Regions from separate parts of the Mus musculus genome. Here regions 1, 2, 3 and 5 are each linked to region 4. The links are chromatin contacts, called in public Hi-C, HiChIP or PLAC-seq and promoter capture Hi-C maps. All regions are on one chromosome and are shown on one strand. The core of a region is the stretch at or near the end of the contact, and the rest is flanking DNA. Distances in the headings are between cores, read along the strand shown. Region 1 holds the start of Tspan17 (tetraspanin 17). Region 2 holds the start of Rnf44 (ring finger protein 44). Region 3 holds the start of Thoc3 (THO complex 3). Region 4 holds the start of Macroh2a1 (macroH2A.1 histone). Region 5 holds the start of 4833439L19Rik (RIKEN cDNA 4833439L19 gene).

Region 1 (2,732 bases), core at 59-2,558, 1.3 Mb after region 4:
TAAGCTGGGTGTGATGGCTCACACCTGTAATCCCAGCACCCAAGAAACTCAGACAGGAAAACTGCAGCAAATTGCAAGCCAGAATGGGCTAGAGTGAGACCCTGTCTCAACAACAAAAAACTCTCGTTTAATCTAACAACCCAGAAGGATAAACTCCAATACTGGCTCCTCCAAGGCTGGAAAGCTAAAGCCCAGAGAGCAAAGAGGCTCGCCCAAAAGCCTCTGGACAAGGCCTGCTACACTCAGGCCCTTTGACTTCCAGGCCAGCGCTCCCTGTAGCTGCCCACACCCTACAGAACAGAAGACTGCTGACATCCAAGGACACCCACCACAGGGCAAACCCGACGGCTCGTGGGTGGAGAACAGAGCCGCTGAATCCTGCTGAATGCAAGTGGGAAAGGCCTGGCATAAAGGACAGCAAGCACAGCCCGGCTTTGGCGATAGGATGGGGGAGGGAGAAGAGAAAGATGACTTGGCAGGACCAGGACACAGATGCCACACAGAAGGAAGCCTCTGTTTGTTTGGTCAGCTATGGAATGCTGAATTCTGTTCCCAAGGGACAGTTCCCTGTTCTCAACTGGAGCTCCTCTCCCTGCAGAGGCAGAGGCCTTGGCTTTCCTCTCTCCTAACCTCCTGGCTCACAAGCTTCTGAGCGTCTGTAGGGTAGACTCGGGGCTAGGACCCAGCCTCGCGAACCTCACCGCACCATGCTGGGAGCTGGAGTGGCCGGGAGGCGGGGCGGGGCTGGTCCGCAACTACCGCGCCCCTGCAGTCTTCCGGCAAACGCCGCCCCCTTTTTCGCCCAAACTTGGGGCTGCAAAGAGAGACTCCCAGCACCTCCTGCTGGGACTGGGTCCCGCCCCCCAGCTATCCCAGTAGCTCCCCAGAATAGTTGGGGACGGGGCATCGGGGTGGAGGGGGTGGGGGACAGTCCCTGGTCGCAAGCTCCTGAGACGGGATCTCCCTCACCAGCAACTGAGACTCCCTAACCCCTATCCTCAGCGCAGAGCGAGAAGCGGACTCGCGCTCACCCAGAAGACAATGTTGAAGCCAAACAGGAAGTATTTCCCGCAGCAGCCGACCTCAGGGTCCTGGAATTGCTGGTGCTTGCCGGGCATGGTGAGCGGCCACCTGCCGTCCCGGGAACCCGAGCCGGTGACCGGCCCAGCCCTCTGCGGGCCGCCCAGGCCTGGAGCAGCCCCGGGCCTAGCCCGGTGGCTGCGGCTTCATGGTCAAAGCCACACAGCTCACCGGCTGCCCCGCCCGCTGTGGCACCGCCCACGGCGCTCGGACAGCCACACCCGGAGTGCGGTGCCCTCATCCGACCCCGCCCTCCAACAGCGCTCCGGCCCCGCCCACAGTGTCAGTCCACACCCCGCCCCAGCAAGGCTCGGTCTTCTTGGAGCCCCGCCCACGACCCCGTCCCAGTCAAGTTCAGTCCTCACGGGCCCCGCCCATAACCACGACTCCGCCCCCAGCCGGGCTTAATCCTCTCAGGCTCCGCCCATGCCTAGCCGCTGTCCTCCCGCAGTCCCGCCTACGCCCCGCCCAAGGCTCTGCCCTAGCTAACTTCTGTTCTCGAGCTCCGCCTCTAAACCGGGTCCCGCCTCTGATGAGCCCCAAACCCCGCCTCCAACCGGCCTCAGTCCTCCTGGAGCTCCGCCCTACTCAGCCTCAGTTCTGAGCCACAGTCGGCCTTCTTGGAGCCACGCCCAAGACATCCGTCTTTTTTTTTTTTTTATGGTCCACAGGTCTCACTTCTCCCCAAGACCCTGCCTCTGGGCCAGGCTTTGGCTACACCCCAGTCACACTCAACCCCTTGCAACCCCCACCTCTGAAGAGTCCCCGTCTCCTCTCTAAGTCCGTCCTCCAGTTAGCTTCTCTCAAGTTCCCCAAGTCCTCCAGAGGCCCCAGATGAGCCAACTGGCAAAGCTGGTGAGCCAAGTGTGAATAATTACAGTGGATCTCCAGTCTAAGATTCAAGAACCAGAGGAGTCCACTCCCCAGGGATAAGTGGTTGGGAATAGTGGGACCAATGAACAGTGCCATGCATTCACACACAGTGTAGTTGAATACAAACAGGCTGGCGTGCCATGCCACGCCTGTTCTGTTTTGCCTATTCCTATGGTCGCCCTGTCCCATACCTACTTGACTGCCTTGATACCTGGGATTCACCAGAGTCCTTCTGATGCAAAACAGGACAGAGCAGATGCAGGTTTAGGTACGTCTGATCTTAAATATTTAGATTCCAAGTTTGTTCCAGAAGTGTTTATTTAGATACAGAAAGGGCCTTAAGCATCATCAGCATCAAGTGAATCCCTCCTAACAAGACCACGGTGAAGCCTAACTACCACTGTAATCTCTTCACTCATGAAGGTTTATCCATCCATCATTTCAGCAGGAGGAGACACACAGAATCCATAGGACTGTCTTCAGATGGGAAGGCTGTGCAGGGCATTCCCAGTTCCCAGTCCTACCTGTCTTTACACAAATTCCTCTCTAACCTAGTCCATACTTGAAGGGGGGGGGGAGGAGAGAGGGAGGGAGGGAGAGAGGGAGGGAGGGAGAGAGGGAGGGAGGGAGAGAGGGAGGGAGGGAGGGAGGGAGGCAGGGAGACAGGGAGGGAGGGAGGGAGAGAGGGAGGGAGAGAGGGAGGGAGAGAAGGAAGGAAAGAGGGAGGGAGGGAAAGAGGGAGGGAGGGAAAGAGGGAGGGAGGGAGAACCCAATCACAA
Region 2 (2,722 bases), core at 35-2,534, 1.4 Mb after region 4:
AAACCCTGTCTCAAAAAACAAATCTGCCCTCCTGAACAGGTGCACCCTAATGAGAATTCCTGTGTCTTTTCCCAAATCACTTCCCACTGTATGCTGATACAATATTCAGTTGAAATTGATAATATTGTTACACCTTGTTAGTAAATTGGTTTGTTTTTTAAATATTTGGGATTATGGGATGCATCCACAAAGTACAGAGTGTCACCCATCTGTAGCCACAGAGGTTTAACAAATGTTGCCATTTTCTACTGACATCCTGTTCTGGGTTGGTGGACTCTGTAGTAGTCCAGTTACTACAGACCGGCCTAGTAGACATGAGTGCTTTAGGTAATGGTGATGTTCTGCTTATATAATCGATGCAGACACACCATACCCCACTTTGTATGTTTGCCTGGCCGGGGGGGGGGGGGGCATCCTAAGGGGACACCGACGTCTGCCCCCTCTCTCGCCTCAGCTGTGTTACTATCTGGGTGTGTGATATTTTTGTTGCTTGTATTTTGAAGACAAGGTCTCTGTAGCTATGTAGACCAGGCTGTTCTCGAACTATTGATCCGCCGGTCCTGGAGGAGTGACTCTTCTTTCCGGTACAGTGGCTTGCTTGTCCTGATCCCTAGGCTCTCAGTCGTTGAGAAGCTTAGAGAACTAAACTGCAGAAACCTCCCTGGGCCTGGTTCAGGAGATCCCAACTCTTCCCACTTCAGCTGAACTAGAGCCTCTCCACCCCTTTTCCCGGGCCGCGCTAGGGGCGGGGTGCCGAGATGTTTCTGTGACGTCAGCACGCGCAAGACCAATCCCCCTACCCAGGAGACGTTAAATCATTTGCATGGCTCCTCAGTCATTGGTCTCTTCAGCCCTGGGTTGTCCCAGCTGTTTAAAGGCGCCGTCTAACGGAACAGAAAGCGAGCGAGTAGAGAGGCGAGGTGAGCTATGAGGTCATCGCAGGCCTGCCGGGCTTGTGGTGACGTCATCTCCGGGAAGTGTGCTTGCCGAGCTAAGAGCGGTCCTCTCACCTCGGCTGCGTGAGAGGCTGCGTGCCCCACAGAGGCCGCGGCCCTAAGAAGGTAACCTTGACCTGTTAGTGCGTGCCACGGTCCCCGTACCTGGGCTCGCACCGCTCATCACCTGCGACTCGGCCTTGTGGGCTTTGAAGTATGAGGTGGGGGCGAAGAGGCTTTTTTAGCCAGCCTTTCAAGATGGCGACCCGCTAGTCACGTGCCGCCCGCAGGACGCGATTGGCCGACGCGCGGCGCGGGGCGGGGCCTGCGGGGCGGGGCCTGCGGGGCGGGGCGGGTGTCCGCTCTTGCCGCTACTGTTTGCTTGCGCGTCCTGGCGCGCCCCCGCGAGCCGCCTCCCGCGCTGCGCGCCCCCGCCGATCCGAATGTTGTGAATCAAAACGTGGGGCTGGTTCCATCCGGCCGCCGCGGACAGTTCTTAAAGGGCCAGCCCGCCGGAGAGCACAGCTGCGTCCTGCGCCGCCCTTCTCTCGGGCCCGGGCTGGGGAGGCGGAAGACAGAGCAGGCTCGCGAAGGAGCGGGCGCTTCACCGTCCGCACCCCGCATCGCGAACAAAGGAGCCCGCGTGTGGTCGGACGGCTGCCGGTGAGTCGGGCCGGGCCTCTTAACTTCGGACCCGCACCCCGGAACTACGGCTCCCTCGGGGACGCGTTGTTTGCCGGCCTCGTAGGCGTCGATCCCGGGCTGAGGGAGTGGTGGGAGACGGCGGCGGGGCCCCCGGGCCAGGTGCTGCCTGCGGCTACCTAGTCCGGGCCGCTCTTCTGCCTTGCAGAGCGCTGCGGTGGAGGGGAAGGAGCCAACCCCTCCCCCTGCAGCCGCCACTTCCTTTGTTGTTGCTTTTGTCTCACGCCGAGCACATGGTCCGGGATCCTCGGCTCTTAAAGTCACAGCGCTCTAGCCCCAGCGGTGCTGCCTGCCTTTTCCCCTCAGTGTTCCTCCGAGTGCGGCATTACGGAGTAAGGGGAACAACGGAGGCCCCTCCTGAGACAGGTGTACGAGCTTCGGTCCCATCCCCAAGGAGGGGTAGCTTTGGAAAACTGCTGGAGCCCCACGGCCTGCTTTGGGGAGGAGCCTTATCCTCTGGGACTTTGTTTTCCTTCCCCATAATGTGAACACCTAGTTTCTTGTCTGTGGCTTTTTTAGGGGCGCCCTGGGGAGATTTCAGTCTCTATTGTTAATAAGGCTTAGCCGAAACTAAAGGGGTTCTTTAACCAAGGTCACCCAGGGAGTCTAAGCTGGCCAAGGTGTGGTGGTTCCGCCCTAAATCGCCTCCTCGGCCTTTGTGGGAGTTGGGAAGCTCCTACTTAGAGGGAGGTACGGCGAGCATGTAGGGTAGGGGAACTTGTATTCCCACCTAAGCCTGCTCGTCTGCTAGAGGGAGTGAATCTTTCTGCAAACCGACCCTATTCGACTCTACTCAAGGGTTAGAATGTGTGCTTGGGACTCTGTACTTGGCTGGCGGGGTTGTGGACCCATGGGGACAAGAGATAGACTTAGGGGAGTTTACACAAACTTTATGGATAGAGAGCAGTACAGTGAAGAGAGGTGTGGGAAAGCAGTGGTGCTGGTTGACCTTGAGTGTGTTGATTGGTCCAGCTCAGTCACTCTTGCGTCTCTGGGACACTACTCACGCATAAAGATACTACATCTCACACGTGGCTCCTGAAGTACTCTGTAGTTTTCCCTCCGACCACTGTCATTGAGACTAC
Region 3 (2,700 bases), core at 116-2,615, 1.7 Mb after region 4:
TTGCCAAGGAAGTTAGACAGCTAGCCAGTGAGTCCTAGGGATCTGCCTGTCCCTGTCTCCCCAGTGATGGGGTTATAAGCCTGCGACACCACAGCTGGCTTCATAAGGACATTTTCACACGAATATTTGTTGGATATATTCCTCTGGTGTCCCCTATCCCTGCACAGTTCTTCTCCAGTGCTTGGCGAATCCTGGCTGTGCACCATTGTTTTTTTCCACCCGGGTATCTTTTGGTTTAACAGAGACATAAGTGGGAGGATCAGAGATGTGAGCATGGCACACAAAATGGTCATTGTACTTTCCGCTATTTTCTTTTAGTTTACTATCATGTATATACAATATCCTTTAACAACCAAGATCAAAAGACAGAAAAACGTCTTGGGAGGCAGAGGCAGGCGGATGTCTGTGTGTTCGAGGCCAGCCTGGTCTGTAGAGTGAGTTCCAGGGCAGTCAGGGATACACTGAGAAGCCCTGTCTTCAAAAACTAAAAACAAAAACAAAACCCCCGAACAAACCAAATCTCAAATTAACCGAACAACTTTTCCCAAGTCCAACCGACAAACCCACATTTCTTTTTTCTTTTTTTTTTCTTTTTTTTTTTTTTTTTTTTTTTTTTTTGGTTTTTCGAGACAGGGTTTCTCTGTATAGCCCTGGCTGTCCTGGAGCTCACGTTGTAGACCAGGCTGGCCTCGAACTCAGAAATCCGCCTGCCTCTGCCTCCCGAGTGGTGGGATTAAAGGCGTGCGCCACCACGCCCGGCTCAAACCCACATTTCTTATCAATTCCTTCATTCCACAAACATCTAACCTTTCTCCAGGAGCGACAACTTGCAATGGCCTTTTGCTTTAAGGGCACGATGAGGACCTTACAGTGAAAAACAACTCTAGAAAAAAGATATTTTACATGCAGGTAAACTGGAGGATTTATCTTGACTCTCTTTTTTGAATAAGCAAGGCTACCAAGAAACTGGTAAGAAGACCATTTAAAAAAAAAGTTGAACTCTTGGTGGGGGGTGGGGAGGGGGAGGGAAGCAAGTCGGGCAGTGGTGGCACACGCCTTTAATCCCAGCACTTGGGAGGCAGAGACAGGCAGTTTTCTGAGTTAGAGGCCAGCCTGGTCTAGAGTGAGTTCCAGGACAGCCAGGAAACAAACAAAGAAACCCTGTCTCGAAAACAAAACAAAACAAAACAAACCAAACAAAAAAAAGCGAATTTAAGGAAGAATCAGTCCTATTTCAAAAGGGAAAGGTGGACGCGCGCTGCATGGCGGGATTTGTAGTTCCGCGAGTGAGAGGCGCCAGCGCGGAGCGACGCGGCGCTTTTTCGGCGCATGTGCAGGGCGACGGCGCCAGACTCAGAGTATCCAGCTTCCGGCGCGCGGTCCGTGAGGAGGGAGGCATGGCGGCGCCCGCTGCGGTCCTGGGCCCCTCGGCCCTCGGCCAGAGCGGCCCCGGCTCGATGGCGCCCTGGTGCTCAGTGAGCAGTGGCCCGTCTCGTTACGTGCTCGGGATGCAGGAGCTCTTCCGAGGCCACAGCAAGACGCGCGAATTCCCGGCGCACAGTGCTAAGGTGCACTCGGTCGCCTGGAGCTGCGATGGCCGTCGCTTGGCCTCGGGGTCCTTCGACAAGACTGCCAGCGTGTTCTTGCTGGAGAAGGACCGGCTGGTGAGCTTGTAGGGCACGGGCTTGGCGGAGAAGAGGGCTGTGTGCGGAGGGAGAAAAAGCAGGAGAGGTAGGGGTATGGCCTGTCGTTGGCGGTGATGAGGAAGGGGTTTGGGGCTGGAAGAGTTGGAATGACGAAGGGGGTGAGGCTGCCTGGCGGAGAGCAGAGAGCGAACTTAGTGGCAGTAAAGAGGTGTGGCGACGTGGCTGCGGGCCGGGGGAGGTTGAAGTCAGGTGGCAGAAAGTGGTGAGGGTCTAGAAGAGCCCTGGTGACGAGTGGCTAGGGACTAATGGGGTGGTAGAGCCCCTAGGGTGGAGAGGAAGGCTTTATTTGAAAATGATAGCGCAGGACAGGTTGGTTGAGGTGGTGGTGGAAAAAGAAAGAAGGGAGGCCAGGAAGGGCCAATGTCAAAGCTCAGAGAGGTTCATGGGGGGGGGGGGGAGGGGGTGTTGTAGTTTTGGAAAAAGAATTAGATTTCTGTTTTGAATTATCCAGATCTTTGCTGGTTTCAAGGCACCACTGTTTGGATAAAAGTGGCATCTGGATTCTGTTCTTTTAAGGTCAAAGAAAACAACTACCGGGGCCACGGAGATAGTGTGGACCAGCTTTGTTGGCACCCAAGCAACCCTGACCTCTTTGTCACCGCATCTGGAGATAAAACCATTCGCATCTGGGATGTGAGGACTACAAAATGCATCGCCACTGTGAATACGAAAGGTGAGTTCAGAGAGAGGGGGTTCTGGAGGAAAAGCTAGTGTGATCTGCAGCAAGCATCTTTGTAGCAAGTGCAGGTTATCAGGATGGGTTGTATGTGTCTGTCTGGAGAAGACAGGAACAGAACAGAGCACTTTTCTGGCAGGCTGTAGATGTATAGGAGAGCAGTGGAAACTATACAAGAGTAGTATGTGCAGAGGCGTGGAGAGTTTGGGAGATTCAGGCAGGTTACAATGGCTGAGAAACCATGGGCGATCTGGAAAGTTGTGCGTTTTGTTTAAAGGCTGTGTTCAAAGAAGCAGTGTGGTAGTTTGAGTAGGCTTG
Region 4 (2,700 bases), core at 136-2,635:
TACTCCTCCTCAGTACCCGTTCCATGGCTTGCTTGCTCCCTCTACTCCCTCAGGCCTTTCCAGAAATGTTTCTTTCTTACTGAAACTCGCTCTTTTTAAAAGGTTAGATGGACTTACTTTATTCTGTGTGTTTGAGTGTTTTGCCTACTTGTGTGTATGTGCACCCCGTGGTGCCTGATATTCATGGATGTCAGAAGAGTGCACTGGAGCCCCCCCCCCCCCCCCAGTGGAGTTATCAGGACCACACAAATGAATCCTGGGAACAGAATCCTGGCCCTCTGCAAGAGCACGAAGTGCTGTTATACACGGAGCCATCCATCTCTTCAGCCTCAAGACTACCAAATACACCCCTGCTTACCTTTCCTAGGATTTTTTTTTCCTACCTTGTTTCCTCTGAGAATTTATACTCTGTAATGTGTGATTCCTTTGTCTCTTGCCTTTCTTTTCCCACCAGACTGTAAGCTCCAGGAAAGCGGGATGGGGGTAGGGTGGAGTGGGGTGGGGTGGGAGTTGCCAGTTCTGTTCACCATTTCACAACTACACTCAAGTTTATGCATGGTGTGCAGAATGTCCCAGATATTTACTTGAAATAATGAATGCATGGGCCAGGGGCTTTAGACAATGCTTTTTGTGTCTATAAAATGCGCTAGGGTTGGAGAGATGGCCCAGCTGTTAAAGGGTCACAAACCAAAAACCTGCTAATATTCTAGTGTAGCCTGGGCCTGAAGGAGAGTCTTTAGTTTTGTGGATAGATGTTGCTGCCCTTTCTCTGGCTGACACCCACCCCACCACCTTAATATGTAATAAAAGTATCAACTGTTTAAATCAGTAAGTCTCCACTTGGAGCCAGTAGTCAACAAACGTTTGCTTGGTGGAGGTAGCTAACCGATTCCACGAGCAAAGCAAGACCAGACTTTGAGGCCAGCTCTGTAGAATCCCACTGATCAAGGGAGTTGAGCTACGGTAGCTGATCTTGGGGCACACAGCTGCCTTGTATTTAAAAAGTCAGGAGGCTGGATTGAGGCGCGGAGTTGGTGCTGACCGGGCAGAAGAAGATCCCTGGTCACAGCAATTGTTCTACCCTCCCTCTTTGTGGACGAGGCTACTGGGGACAAGGGGACACCAGACACACAGTAGGTGCTCACAGCAGACGCTTGCAGAGCCGCGCTACCTACAGGCACCTTTCTGAGGCCGGACCCCTGCAGCTCCCGCGCGCAGACCGATGCCTGGGGGCGGGGGGGGGGGGCGGCGCAGAGCACCAAGGCCTGGGTACAACCGAGGCTGGCGTCGTTGGCGTCCGCGGCCCGAGGCAGGCCGGGGTCAAGGCCGGGGCGCCGAGTGGCGCGGGGAGGGGTGGCCGGACGCGCGAGGCCGGGAAGGGATGTGACGAGCGGCGCGCTGTGCATTGTGGGAATCCCGGGGCCGCCGCGAGTGGTTCCAGTTCACTGGTTCCAGCGGAGCCGGGCGGAGGGCGCGAGCGCGGGACGCGCGGGCGGGAAGCGAGGAGGCGTGGGCGGCCAGGCAGGAGTGCGGAGCGGACCGGCGCAAGCGGCCGACCGGCCTCGGGCCCCTCACCGTGCAGCCGCCCGGTAAGTGCCGCGCGGGCCTCGGAGCCGCAGGCTGCCGGTCCGCCCCGTCTGGGCCCCGCGCGCCCGACTGCTGCCGCGCGCGGGGCACTGCCTGGCGCCCGGGAAGCTCCGGCGGTTACCCTCGGACCTCGGGCCGCCCGGAGTCCGCCAAGGCCCTGCCCGGGGCAGCGTGCGGGTCCGGATGGTTTTGTTCGGAAAGCAAACCCGGAAACCAACTTCGCTCGGAGACGCACCCCTACCCCCGCCGGGGCGCTTTGTGGGCAAGGGGCTGATCGGGTCTCCCCCTCTGCCCGGGAGGGAGAGCCAGGGATGGCGTGGGCCCGAGGGCACCGAGGCCCGGAGGCCGTGACCAGCCGTTCCGCCCGGGCCCGGAGCTGCTGTGCTCAGAGTTTACTTGCTCGTGCGCCGCCGGCCCGCGCGTGCCCTCCCGGGCACAATAAAGTGGGGCGCGAGCCACAGGCCGTTGTGAGGCCGGCTGGTGGGGCACCCGCCGCGAGGCCTGAGCAGGCGAGGCCTGGGGACCACTCGCGGACGGAATCCCAGGCCGGGGCGGGCTGGAGAGGAGCTATGGAAGCCCCGCGGCTCTCGCTCGCCTTTTGTTTGCTTTGTGCTGGGGAGGTGTTATTTTTAAGGTGACTCTGGAAGACTGGAGGCTCCCCGCGCGCAGAGGGACAGCTGAGAGTCTCTGGGGGTGGGGTGAGTAGAGATGGGAGGCGCGGGATGCTGCTGACGGTGTCACCTGACAACAGGTGTGCAAGATGCTGAGCCCAGCGCCCACTCCTGCAGAGACCACCGATATCTCACTGCTGGGCAGAAGATTGCTTGAAAGAGTCTTTGAAGAAATGCAGGGGAAAGTGTTTTCTAGGTTTGACGGTGTAACTTTTGAACAAGCAGTTGAGGCAGATCTCGTCTCCAACAATTACAATCATTATGAAGTCTTTGTAAGATTTTAACGATCTAATAAAACAGCTTAGAAGAATAGACAATTAGAGGGGTTCTCCTCTTCGGTTTCCCTCTTGCTGACACCTCTGTGGTTTGAGGTTTTACTGTTAAAAGAGAGGAAGTGTTTTGTTTGTAGACACTGCAGCATGGAGTCCCAGTTTTGAAAGTC
Region 5 (2,700 bases), core at 66-2,565, 1.6 Mb after region 4:
TGTCCTATGGGTGCTGGAAATTGAATCTGGGTCCTTTGGAACGGCAGCCAGTGTTCTCCATTGAGGAGCCTTCACTTCCGTCCCCATGTTTAACCTTTTATGTGAGAATTGATCTGCACCCTTTCCTCCCAGGAGCAGTAAAGTAAAAACACTGGGAATACTTTTTCAAGTGTCACACTGCAAATCAAGTGTGTTATTCACAAATGAAGTATACAGCTTACAGAAGACATGAATTCCTGGCCCAGTCTTGGTCCTAACAGAATGCAAGCAAAGTCAAATGTATTCCCATCTTTTAACACCCTCCGATTCTTCCTGAGCGGACAGTGAACCTTGGACTTGGAGCAGAGTTGAGTGTGGGTGTTTTCAGCTTTCTCTCATGGAGCAGAGCAGGGAAGTGTTTTTGAGACCTCTGAGTGGCTACCTCTCCAGGTCCACTTTTCTCATAGTTATTATCCATTTCCGGGGAGGCGGATGCTCCTGTATTTAGTCCTGTACTAGTGTGGAGCCCGCCTGACTCCACTGCTAATTAAAGGGAGAAAGATTAACTATCAGATCCTCTCTGTGTGTGGGAGGTATGGTAGTGGTTCTTAACCTGTGGGTCACGACCCACGAAGGCGCCTACCTGGCTTCATGGTTCATTGAACTGTGCCCTTCCCCCCAGCCTTGAGCAGGCAGAATCAGACTTTGTTTCTGCCACAGTTGGCTAGCCCACCTAGGGTGGAGTCTTCCAATCTAGGTAAAGTCTATTGTGTGCCACATCTGCAGCTTCCTGCAAGAAGCCACCACCTGCTAACAGGCTGCCTGAGCTTGCTTTCCTGATAAAGCAATGAGAGTCTGGCAAAGTGGGGGATGGGTCTCCCCCCTTTAAATTCAAGTATGTGGGAATGGGAGACCGACTGCGGTGTCCTTGGGAGCCAGAAGAGGGCAGCAGACCCTGGGAGCTGTACTACAAGAGGTTGTGAGATACCAAACCTGGGTGCTGGGAACAAACCCAGGTCATCTGCAAGTGCAGTAATTACTGTTTTAACTGAACCATCTCCAGCCATCAATCTTCATTCTTTCCCCCCTTCTCATCCTCAGCCCCCACCACACTCCTTGATTCAGGCAATGCTCCTGCCTCAGCCTCCAAGTGCCACAATTCTGTAATCAAGTAAAAAGCGCAGAGGAAGTGCTGGAAACAGGTGACCTCCTTTCTGGGAACCCCGTGGAATTCCCTTTTAGAGTTCAACCTACAGGGAGGTGTTCCGGTGGTGGTGGGTACGGAGGCACGCTCAGATCTCGGACTACAACTCCCAGCATGCCCCGCGGATCTTCGAGTCAGGTCTCGCGCGACCTGCGACAGTCTCGGGGTGGTTTGGGGGTTCGGTTGCCGGCCGGCGACTGTCCTCCGTAGGGGAGCGTTCGTCGCGCTCTCACGATGGCTCTGCTCTGTTCAGCCCAGCAGCCTCTTGGGCCATCTGGAGCCTCGGAGCCTCTTTAGTGCGGGAAGTCGGGCCGCAGGCGGCGGGCGAGCAGGTAACCGACCGCGGCCTGGCGGAGCTGGGGGCAGCCTGAGTTCCGGGGCGCCGCGGCCTGGGGGGCCTGGAGGGGGGCTCTGTTCCACCCTAGCGGGGCTCGAGGGACACCAGAAAGACCCGCACAGTGAGCCTCGGAGCATCTGCTCGCTGCGAACCAGCCGGCTTCGCCTTGAGGGGTGGGACCGTGGGAAGGTCGGGATTGGCTTTACACATCTCAGAGGCTTTGTTTTGCACCTCCTGCGAGAGAGTCGTGGGCTTGGGGTCGCTAAGGGAGAGGGAAAGGGCGTGTGTCTGGCTTGCGGATGTCCCTAGGACCGCAGTGAACTTGAACAAAAATCTGGACCAATAATGCCTGCTGTGCAGCGCCGCGGGTTTGTTTTCAAGACAAGGGTTGTGTGAGAATGCGATGACTTTTAGTGATGCCGAGTTGGTCTTCTATGCTGGCATAGCTCATTTCTGCCAAGGGGAAAGGCTGCTATGTAATCCGGCTGGGGAGTGGTCGGATGTTCGGTGGACTTAGGGGCGCTGTACCAACCTTGCTTGTTTATTGTTACTTAGAGCCTCTGGATGGACCCTTCCTCAGAAGCTTCGCTAATTTGCAGAAGCTGGGCAATGCTCCTCATTAACATCTGTCTGTCTGCATAGTCCGGCGTCATTTCACTGTGGTAAGGTGTCTGTCTAAACTGAGGTTTGGCTTTCTCCTCTCGGGTGTTCAGAGGAGCCAGCCATAGGATACTGGCAAACTAGTGGACTTTATCCTTCCGGGGGTGTGTTTGTCACTCATTGGTTCTAGCGTGTGTATGTGTCAACCTTACTTACCAGCCATAAGTCTCTGCGTGTCTGTCAGAGCACTGGAATGACCCTCTGCTGTGCAACATAAGAAAATGCCCTATGTTATTTTTATTAGGTGGAAGGGACTCAGCTCCGAATTACGTATAGAAAAAAACACCTGGATCCCTGTCTTTCAATGGCTTCAAGACAACCAGAAGTGCCTGGTAAACTTAAGTTCTTATTGGTTAAGTCTGTACCCCCACCCACATCCCCCAGAGAGCTTATTTTCTCAGAATCCTTAGTACTGATCTTCTTTAGTATTAGGTCATCACCTTCTCAGCCGTGGTATACACCCTGACCTTGGCTTACAGCCTCTTGCCATAAGTGTCTTTTGTGAAGAGTAAACACTTTT

Evidence for each region. Promoter capture Hi-C pulls out the DNA fragments that hold promoters and counts their contacts. Hi-C and Micro-C count contacts between places; a contact is called where the count stands out from the background. HiChIP or PLAC-seq counts read pairs in DNA pulled down with a chosen protein or histone mark. Capture Hi-C pulls out chosen DNA fragments and counts their contacts.
Region 1: a contact with region 4 is called in a promoter capture Hi-C map of adipose tissue, with 2.6 times the contacts expected there. The contact joins the promoter of Tspan17 here to the promoter of Macroh2a1 in region 4. A contact is called at or near these places in 1 of 39 promoter capture datasets (the C10 cell line) and 1 of 9 other capture datasets (adipose tissue).
Region 2: a contact with region 4 is called in a Hi-C map of erythroblasts, with 4 times the contacts expected there. The contact joins the promoter of Rnf44 here to the promoter of Macroh2a1 in region 4. A contact is called at or near these places in 3 of 39 promoter capture datasets (liver, neutrophils and pre-B cells), 3 of 484 Hi-C or Micro-C datasets (CD4 T cells, CD8 T cells and erythroblasts) and 1 of 115 datasets of contacts at active chromatin or transcription factors (pancreatic cancer cells).
Region 3: a contact with region 4 is called in a FOXA1 HiChIP or PLAC-seq map of pancreatic cancer cells. The contact joins the promoter of Thoc3 here to the promoter of Macroh2a1 in region 4. A contact is called at or near these places in 1 of 39 promoter capture datasets (liver), 1 of 115 datasets of contacts at active chromatin or transcription factors (pancreatic cancer cells) and 1 of 9 other capture datasets (liver).
Region 5: a promoter capture Hi-C map of neutrophils shows a contact between it and region 4, with 2.5 times the contacts expected there. The contact joins the promoter of 4833439L19Rik here to the promoter of Macroh2a1 in region 4. A contact is called at or near these places in 1 of 39 promoter capture datasets (neutrophils) and 1 of 115 datasets of contacts at active chromatin or transcription factors (bone marrow-derived dendritic cells).

Annotation. Positions count from the first base shown.
Region 1 is chr13:54,787,981-54,790,712 of GRCm38.p6, reverse strand. It overlaps Tspan17 (tetraspanin 17), which reads right to left and starts at 1,308. Exons shown (of 8, transcript NM_028841.3): 1 at 1,032-1,308. The coding sequence starts at 1,118. Eif4e1b (eukaryotic translation initiation factor 4E family member 1B) reads right to left here. Exons shown (of 7, transcript NM_001033269.3): 7 at 2,254-2,732.
Region 2 is chr13:54,686,370-54,689,091 of GRCm38.p6, reverse strand. Rnf44 (ring finger protein 44) reads left to right here and starts at 1,284. Exons shown (of 11, transcript NM_001146026.1): 1 at 1,284-1,598.
Region 3 is chr13:54,467,505-54,470,204 of GRCm38.p6, reverse strand. Thoc3 (THO complex 3) reads left to right here and starts at 1,365. Exons shown (of 6, transcript NM_028597.3): 1 at 1,365-1,664; 2 at 2,223-2,379. The coding sequence starts at 1,398.
Region 4 is chr13:56,134,235-56,136,934 of GRCm38.p6, reverse strand. Macroh2a1 (macroH2A.1 histone) reads left to right here and starts at 1,385. Exons shown (of 9, transcript NM_001159513.1): 1 at 1,385-1,589.
Region 5 is chr13:54,563,997-54,566,696 of GRCm38.p6, reverse strand. It overlaps 4833439L19Rik (RIKEN cDNA 4833439L19 gene), which reads left to right and starts at 1,315. Exons shown (of 9, transcript NM_133797.4): 1 at 1,315-1,515; 2 at 2,076-2,182; 3 at 2,425-2,512. The coding sequence starts at 2,485.